Regions from separate parts of the Mus musculus genome. Here region 1 is linked to region 2. A link is a contact called in public HiChIP or PLAC-seq data. All regions are on one chromosome and are shown on one strand. Each heading gives the region's core, a stretch centred on a gene start, on an enhancer-like site or on the middle of the called end of the contact. The rest is flanking DNA. Distances are from core to core; before and after follow the strand shown. Region 1 overlaps Hexa (hexosaminidase A). Region 2 overlaps Nptn (neuroplastin).

Region 1 (3,843 bases), core at 1,233-3,732, 910 kb after region 2:
CAGAGTGAGTTCTGGGACAGTCAGGGCTACACAGAGAAACCCTGTCCCGAAAAAACAAAACAAAAAAAAGTTCATGGTCTTAAGAGAAACAGATTAAATTTTCTTCTCTGTTCCTTGCTGTAGCAAATACCACCATGCCCAGGAGGTATTATTCTCTCTGTTTTTACCTCTGTCTTAAGTTGTGACTTTAAGTTTCCCCAGCTAATAGTGGTGTGACCATTGGTCAGGCAAGAGCGTGGCTGGAATTCCTTTTTTGGACTTGTCTGCTCAAGAGCAGGAAGTGGGGGTGCTCAGCAGTCAGTAAGCAGCCCATTACTTTTGTAAAACTTGGGGCAGAAATGGGGGAGCCTGCTTGTCAGGTGCACAGTGCTACCTCACCTCTCCTACTGTTCACCTTTGATGTTACAGTACAGGAGCCAAGAACACATGTGCATGGCTGTGTTCCATTGCCTGAGCCTGCAGGCCTAGATTGGTCAGATAAGGAGTTTGATTCCATGTCCCTTTGAGTGTTGGAGCTGTCAGGCTGTTTGCCATGTGTGTCAACACACAAAGTGGAAGAAGCCCTTGGAATTGGTTGTTACATTCTGAGGCACCCACTCCCAGGACTCCTCTGGGTAAGTGCCACATAATAGGGTTTGCTGTGGCAAAACTGACTTTGGAATGGGCAAGGAAATGACTGTGTACTGAGTGGCAGGCACTTAAGATCTGGCATGTTTTGTCAGCCTGCTCTGTGGGTCAGTGTTATACCTGTCTGCAGAACTGAGACTTGAAGGCATAATGACTGTTTCTGTTACACAGCTCCAGGCTCTGGTAGGGGGTTCCATCTAGATCTGTCTGTCTATCAAGATTTCCTCTGTTCATGGCCACCTTACAGTGCTCATGAAGATTTTTGTCAGGACAATTAGTCATTTGGAAGACTATTAGCCTCAGGGAAAATTAAGCTCTGATCATATCTTAGTGTTAGTGACTTCAAATAGAAACGTCTAACATCTGACTCCTTTTCATTTCCATTCTGTCAATGAGTGTTATTTCTCTGCTGCATTTATCACTTCCCAAAAGTATTTCTAGCCTCCCTCATTGCCTCCATCTTTACTACAATCAGTGCTTATTAATCAACTATAATTAGTTAATAGTGATAAGTTCAAAGACTATATTAATCAAACTGCTCTCATCCCTAAGTAATTTACAGTTACCGTCTGGGGATGTAGCTGAGATAGGAGAGTGCTTTCTGAGCATGCAGAAAGCCCTGGGCTTGTGTGCACGTAGTGGGTGTGCAGCGCATGTAAGTGGAGGCAGCAGGATCTCAAGTTCAAGGTCTTCCTCAGCTACATAGTAAATTTGAGGCCAGCTGTGTGAAAAATATTACAGTTCCTGAAAATGAGGATAAACACATACAATAAGGTGTAATTTTTTTCCTGTGGTATTTGATGAATGCAGAAGAGGAGGGCATGACCCAAGTGTAAGGATGTGGGGAAGGTACATTTGGAAAGCTTTCCTTAGACCTTGGAGAACATTTTGTGGTAAAGGCCCCTGGGAAAGAAGCCTTTTAAGCCTCATTCAAGACACTCAAGGTCATTGTAGTTGATTTGCACAGATCTCAGGTGGGACAGCAAGTTCTGAAAAGAGTCATTAAGTCACCTAGTGAGCACTAGTAAGCAGGAGCATTAGGAAGGCCAGCAAGTATATTACACAGGTAGCATTCAGCCAAGTTGGCGGTCTGGGGCCATCTGTGGTAATGATACTTAGAAGCAGGGATGGCAGTTTTGTGGTGGTTAGTAATGACAGTAGCTGGACTGGTTGCAGCCGTGGTGGCTGCAGGGACATAGGCTCTCTGGACTGCCCAGACAGGGGTTTCAGGTATGATGTGCTTGGAAGTCTAGAGTTAGGGTGGGTAGGGGTGGGGCACTGAAGATGACTCCCATAGTTGCCACTTAGCAGTATGAGCAATTTGTTCTCATGGGCCGCTGCCAATGCACAAAGATAGAGGAGGAAAAGGGAAGGTGCTAAGGAGTGGAAAGAGAAAGAATTGACCAAGAGACCTATGAGCCTGATTGATTGTAAGTCTGATTGTGGGTGTGTCTAGTACACAGAATCGTAGCAGACAGCCAGTTGCACGGTTAGCATGGGAGATGAGTTTCCAGAGACAGGAGGTTCAGCAGGACTCTTAAGTCCCAGTGGCTCCCAATGGCTGGAAACTGTTGGAGGAGGAGGAGGAGGAGGAGGAGGAGGAGGAGGAGATTACTGATATTACTGGGAAAGTACTAAGTCAGAATGTGGGTGGGTTCCTCCTCTGAGTGTCCAGATCATCTGACAGCCACAAGACTCCAGGGCACAAGGAATAAATACCAACGTGCCTAGGAAATGACAGGGTGCTGTGGTAGGAGAGACTCAAGATTCCACAGCTAGATGGCCTGAGTCACAGAAGGCAAGCATGGGTCAGCTGGGGAGATATCAGAAGCAGCACCAAGTCTCAACTCCAGCCTGAGAGCCGCTTCCTCTCAGAGCTCCATGTAGGGGAAGTAGCATTCTTCTGGAAAGAACAGGGCTACAGTTAAGGAGGAAGTGAAAAGAGCTGGTGGTATCAGGCGTTAAGTAGCCATGAAAGGATGTGCAGAGGTGGCTGATGTGTAGTGCGGGTGGGTCATGGAGAGGAGCGCCTTATAGGAAGGGAGTGTAGCATGAAAGGGCCAGAGGGGCTTTTATGATTGTTTGACCATGACATTGCCGGGGAGATAGACCAGCAATACCTAATGTTGGATCTTAATGTGTGCTCAAGAGTGTATGATGTGGCGACTTAGCATATTGCTAACGACTGTTTTTCCAGTCCAGAGTGACGAGATGATCCATCAATAAATATATAAGGATAACTAGTTGTCCATTGGAAAAAGTAAACGCTACCTGTTGCCATATATAAATTCCAGATAGAGTAAATATCTAAAGACCAAAATCTAAGATAAAAGCATTAAAGGGAATTTGCAATTCTAAGCCTTTCTAAGCAATAGGGAAAAAAATAAAGAAAAAACTATTATATTTGCTATATGAAAACTAAAAAATTGTAAAATTAGCCAGGCGGTGGTGGCGCACACCTTTAATCCCAGCACTTGGGAGGCAGAGGCAGGTGGATTTTTGAGTTCGAAGCCAGCCTGGTCTACAAAGTGAGTTCCAGGAAAGCCAGGGCTACACAGAGAAACCCTGTCTCGAAAAACCAAAAAAAAAAAAAAAAAAAAAGAAAAGAAAAGAAAAGAAAAGAAAAAAAAAGAAATTGTAAAATTAAAGATCAAGAGGACATGTGACTTGTATCTGTAGTCCCACATTTAGGAGGCTGAGACAGGAAAATTACCCAAGTCTGAAGCCAGTCTAGGATAACATGAGATACCTTGTTTGAAAACATCAGCCCCTGAAAAACAACATAAAAAGAAAAAGTGGACAAGATAGGCCAAATATTTGCATCTTAAAAAGATAAGGCTAATTCCTTGGGATTCCATCCGTGGTAGAAAGAGCACTAGACTCAAATAAAGCAGGCAAGGCTGAAAATCTAAACAGCTTCATAAAGCAATAAAAGAAAATTAACTAGGACTGGCGAGATGGCTCAGAGGTTTAAAAGCACTGATGCTCTTCCAGAGGTCCTGAGTTCAATTCCCAGAAACCACATGGTGGCTCACAACCATCTGTAACAGGATCCGATGCCATCTTCTGGTGTGTCTGAAGACAGCAACAGTGTACTCACATACATGAAGTAAATAAATAATCTTAAAAAAAAGAAAGACAGATAGACAGACAGAAAGAAAAGGAAAAGCAACTAGCCAGGCATGGTGGTACACTGAAAAATTACTAAATAGCATA
Region 2 (3,745 bases), core at 19-2,518:
TTATTTGAATAATTAAATAAAATTGCAGGTACTGAATAACTGCCATCTTAATGGTTTTGGCAATTGTGATTTATAAGCAGCACTTAAAGTGCAAAAAAAGTTTTTTTCCTTTGTTTAGCTGGCTTAGATGTAGGGTTCAGGGCTGATGAGATGACTAAGTTGTTAAAAGTGCTTGCTGTGCAAAGCTGGTGACCTGTTTCAACCCCTAAAACCCAGATAAAGTTAGAAAGTGCACTAGCTCTGGTTATTCTCTGACCTCCACATGCTCACCAGGCTCCCAGTAGCAACTTATAGTAACTAAAGCTTTGTTTGTTGTTTTGTTGTTTAAAGAGGGTGGGATTTAACAGTCCCAGGGGTATACTTTATATTTCTGTGGCAGATGTAAAGCAGTAGTGAGGAGGGGCAAAACAGAGAGGGCTGCTGGCTTAGTATTTTAAGACAGAAGTTACAATTTGTATATTTTGGGGAGTGGCTCAGTAAAGTAAGTGTTTGCTATGAAAGCATGAGGATCCAAGTGTGACTCCCCAGAACTCACATTCCCCGGGCAGTTACAGCTCTCCAGAGACAGACAGAGACAGAGGCAGGAGGATCCCTGGGCTTTGATCCTGTCTTAAAAAATTATGTGAACAATTAGGGAAGACGCCAAACATTGACTTATAACCTCCACTTGCATGCACACACTGTACACTTGTAGCACACACGTTCTTCATGTGCTTTCATGTTCAAGTTGTTGACTGCACTGTTAACCTTTTACTGTATTTATAACCCTGTTAGGAAAACAGGAACAAATAGTGGTATCCTGGTTTAAAAGACTGAGAAATTTCTGATATGTGAAACTCTGAGGTGTTGTCTGTGATTATATTGGCCAAATAAATGTATGATACACAGTTTATCAAAATTCCCAAGGGGTTTTAGCTTTTTCATTCTCTCCCGAAGCATGTGGATAGAAAACAGAGTGTGTAATATCTTGAGTCTTCAAGATTGTTGATAGTTTAGTTTGTTTAAGATTAGAAACATTGAACATTTTGTATGTTAAGTTCAAAAAGCTTTGACTAAACCCAACCCAGGATCATTTTCTAAGCTAGCTTCCAATTGTGATTGGGTGTGAAAACTGACTCAAATTTAGAAGGGAGTGTGTTTTAACTCTAAACCACGGTGGCAGTGCCTCTGGGGTAGAGTTAGAGGCCATTTTATAGCTTTAGAGATGTGAAATCTGCAGAACAGTAAGAGGTTGTTATACTTGAAAAATTCAAGATTTGGGGAAATATAAATGACCTCTTTGCTGATGTAATCTCTGAGGTTCCTCTTTATGTATAGATTTAACTGAACCAGCTCTTTGGAACATGAAATTTTTAACTGTTTGTTCACTGAATTCTACAGTCAGTTCTTTTTCTTCACAATAAAGGACATGTGTTTGAATGACCGTACCTTTTTCATTCTAGTCTATAGATTTTTTTTCTACACTCCATTTTTTCTAAACTCCATGGGTTTATTCAAAGCTTTTTGAACTCAACATACAAAAAGTTTAGTGTTAAAGTACCAACAATCTTAAAGACTCAAGCTATTACACACTATGTTATAGGAGAGAATACAAAAGCTAAAACTTCTTAGGAATTTTGATAGCTTGGGGCTGAAAGATAGCTTCAGTGGGTAAAGTGCTTGCTGCATAATCATGAGGACCTGAATTTGGAACCCTTGTACCCACATAAAAAGCTGGGTGTGATAGTGTGGGCCTGTAACCCTAACAATGGGAGATGGAGACAGAAGATCCTGTGGCTTGGAGCTGCCAATTCTAGCCAGTCCGTGAGCTCTAGGTTTAGTTTAGTAAGACACATCCTGCCTCAAAAAGTGAAGTTATAGAAGACAAGACTCAGTGTTGGCCTCTGACCTCCACACATGCTTATGTGGACATACACACTCATGCATAGATTACACACATACATACGAATCCCCCAAAGTAATATTTGTTTTCCTCATCCTCCTCTTGTAGGATCTGTAGCCCATACTGGCTTTGTGATTCCCTCTGCCTCAGAATCCCATCCACATACACAAGTTGCTTAAGTATTTCACAAACAACTTTAGCATTTGTGGGGATGGAAGAAAGAACAAGACTGGCCAGGAGAGGGGAAAGAGTTGTGATAATGTCCTGAAGACTTTCCTGGGATCTGCCAAGCTAATTCAGAGTCAAGCACATTTCTCTAGCTTCTTTACTGTAGAGACTGTGGCTTCCAGGAACTGTGCATATAGAGGACTCATTGATACTCTAATAGATGTTGAAATATTTTCTTCATACAGTTTTTCAATCCTTTGCCCTTTTCTTTTTTTGACCTGCCTTCCTTTTTTAAACTGCTGTTGTTCTCTCTTTCCTATTTAACTTTCCTTACATGTGAATATTTTTTAGGACGGAGTCCTAGGATTTCTGGAAGAACATCCCCTGCTTGTAGCTGGACAAGATACTGTGAGGTGTCATTATTGAAAGTAATATCATCTCACATTTATCTGTATAGCACCTTGAACAAAAGCAGCATTTCATGTCATTCATTCAGGAGGCTACCCAGAAGCATCCTTTAGGCTCCATCTTATGCAAAAGCTGGTTTGAACTTCAAATTATGTCTATATGAGAACTCTTTGAAAACATAATCATAGTATCTCTGGAGCATTAATGGTCATCATCTTCAGCTCAAATAACTATTCCTGCTCCAGGTCAGGATGCTGCTGACCTTTCATAATAAGAAAAGCTAATACTGTATACTTAGTGTATACCAGGCAGCATTTGTTTCTCTCCTCTTCTTTAGTCTTCACAAGTGTATGGAGTTGTTGTTGTTGTTATTATTTATTATTATTATATCATCTACTAGTCAGGTGAGAAAATGGAGGTTTTGTGGGATTAAACGACTGACCTAGTGTGGCTGAGTTAACTGTTGGGGCCAGATTGTCACCTAGGCACTCTGGCACCATGCTGCTGTGTTCAGCACAGGATAAGTGAAAGGCTTTTGAAGAGTTAGAGAAAATGGATTCTAATCTTGTCCTGTCAGTAAGTTTACCACAAGCTTAACTAGTCCATTTTTCACCTCTGGGCCCTAGTTTCCTTTAGTGCCAGATAAAGTAAAATTAAGACAGTAATTTTAAAGGTTCCTTTATAGTTAGTTCTGCGGCTGCTGTTCTTGGTGATCACCTCTTGGTACTGACATCTCCAATACACTGGGGTGTTCCACTCCAACTAGGCTTCACCAATAGCCTCTCATAGGCTCTTTTCATGGTGCCAAGCCTCAAATCCTTTGCATGACCCCTTCAGTCCTGAGCCATCAACTACAGCTGAGGCTACACCTTCACCAATGGCCTTCCATGACTTCTCACAGTGTCAAGCCTCAGCTGTTCTTCATGACACCTTCATGCCTTCAAAACCAGTACCACCTGGGTGACTCTTATACATTACCAAGTCCAGCTGCAGCACGAGGTACAACCTTGGCTATCTCTGGAATGCAACTTCTTTGTGCTCCCAGAAAACACTTCCCAGAAGATTTCACCTCAGTGATGCTGGTCTCTTCTTAACCACTGCTAATTTTTTAGCTCCACCTAACCAGCATCAATTGTCCCAGTAGTTCCTTCCATTCTCAACTCTAGAGCCAGAGCCAGGTGGCGGAAGCTGCGGAGTTCTGTTGCATAACATGACCTGCTTGTGCTATTACATTTTCACTGGCTTTATGTTTTTCCAAATCCTTCACTGCCTAAACTTGGCTATCCT

Evidence for each region. HiChIP or PLAC-seq counts read pairs in DNA pulled down with a chosen protein or histone mark.
Region 1: an H3K4me3 HiChIP or PLAC-seq map of bone marrow-derived macrophages shows a contact between it and region 2, with 3 times the contacts expected there. The contact joins two enhancer-like sites. A contact is called at or near these places in 2 of 39 promoter capture datasets (frontonasal cranial neural crest and pre-B cells), 2 of 115 datasets of contacts at active chromatin or transcription factors (both in bone marrow-derived macrophages) and 1 of 9 other capture datasets (embryonic stem cells).

What each region holds. Positions count from the first base shown.
Region 1 is chr9:59,542,464-59,546,306 of GRCm38.p6, forward strand. The region is part of intron 1 of Hexa (hexosaminidase A); the gene reads left to right. Among named protein-coding and RNA genes, the nearest start is that of Hexa, 4.8 kb to the left of the region's middle. Within about 2 kb of position 2,483, at least 85 of the 459 cell types and tissues checked have an H3K27ac peak or open chromatin away from gene starts, as enhancers often do. A contact at or near this core is called in bone marrow-derived macrophages, where this site is marked.
Region 2 is chr9:58,629,378-58,633,122 of GRCm38.p6, forward strand. All of the region lies in intron 4 of Nptn (neuroplastin), which reads left to right. Among named protein-coding and RNA genes, the nearest start is that of Nptn, 49 kb to the left of the region's middle. Within about 2 kb of position 1,269, at least 9 of the 459 cell types and tissues checked have an H3K27ac peak or open chromatin away from gene starts, as enhancers often do. A contact at or near this core is called in bone marrow-derived macrophages, where this site is marked.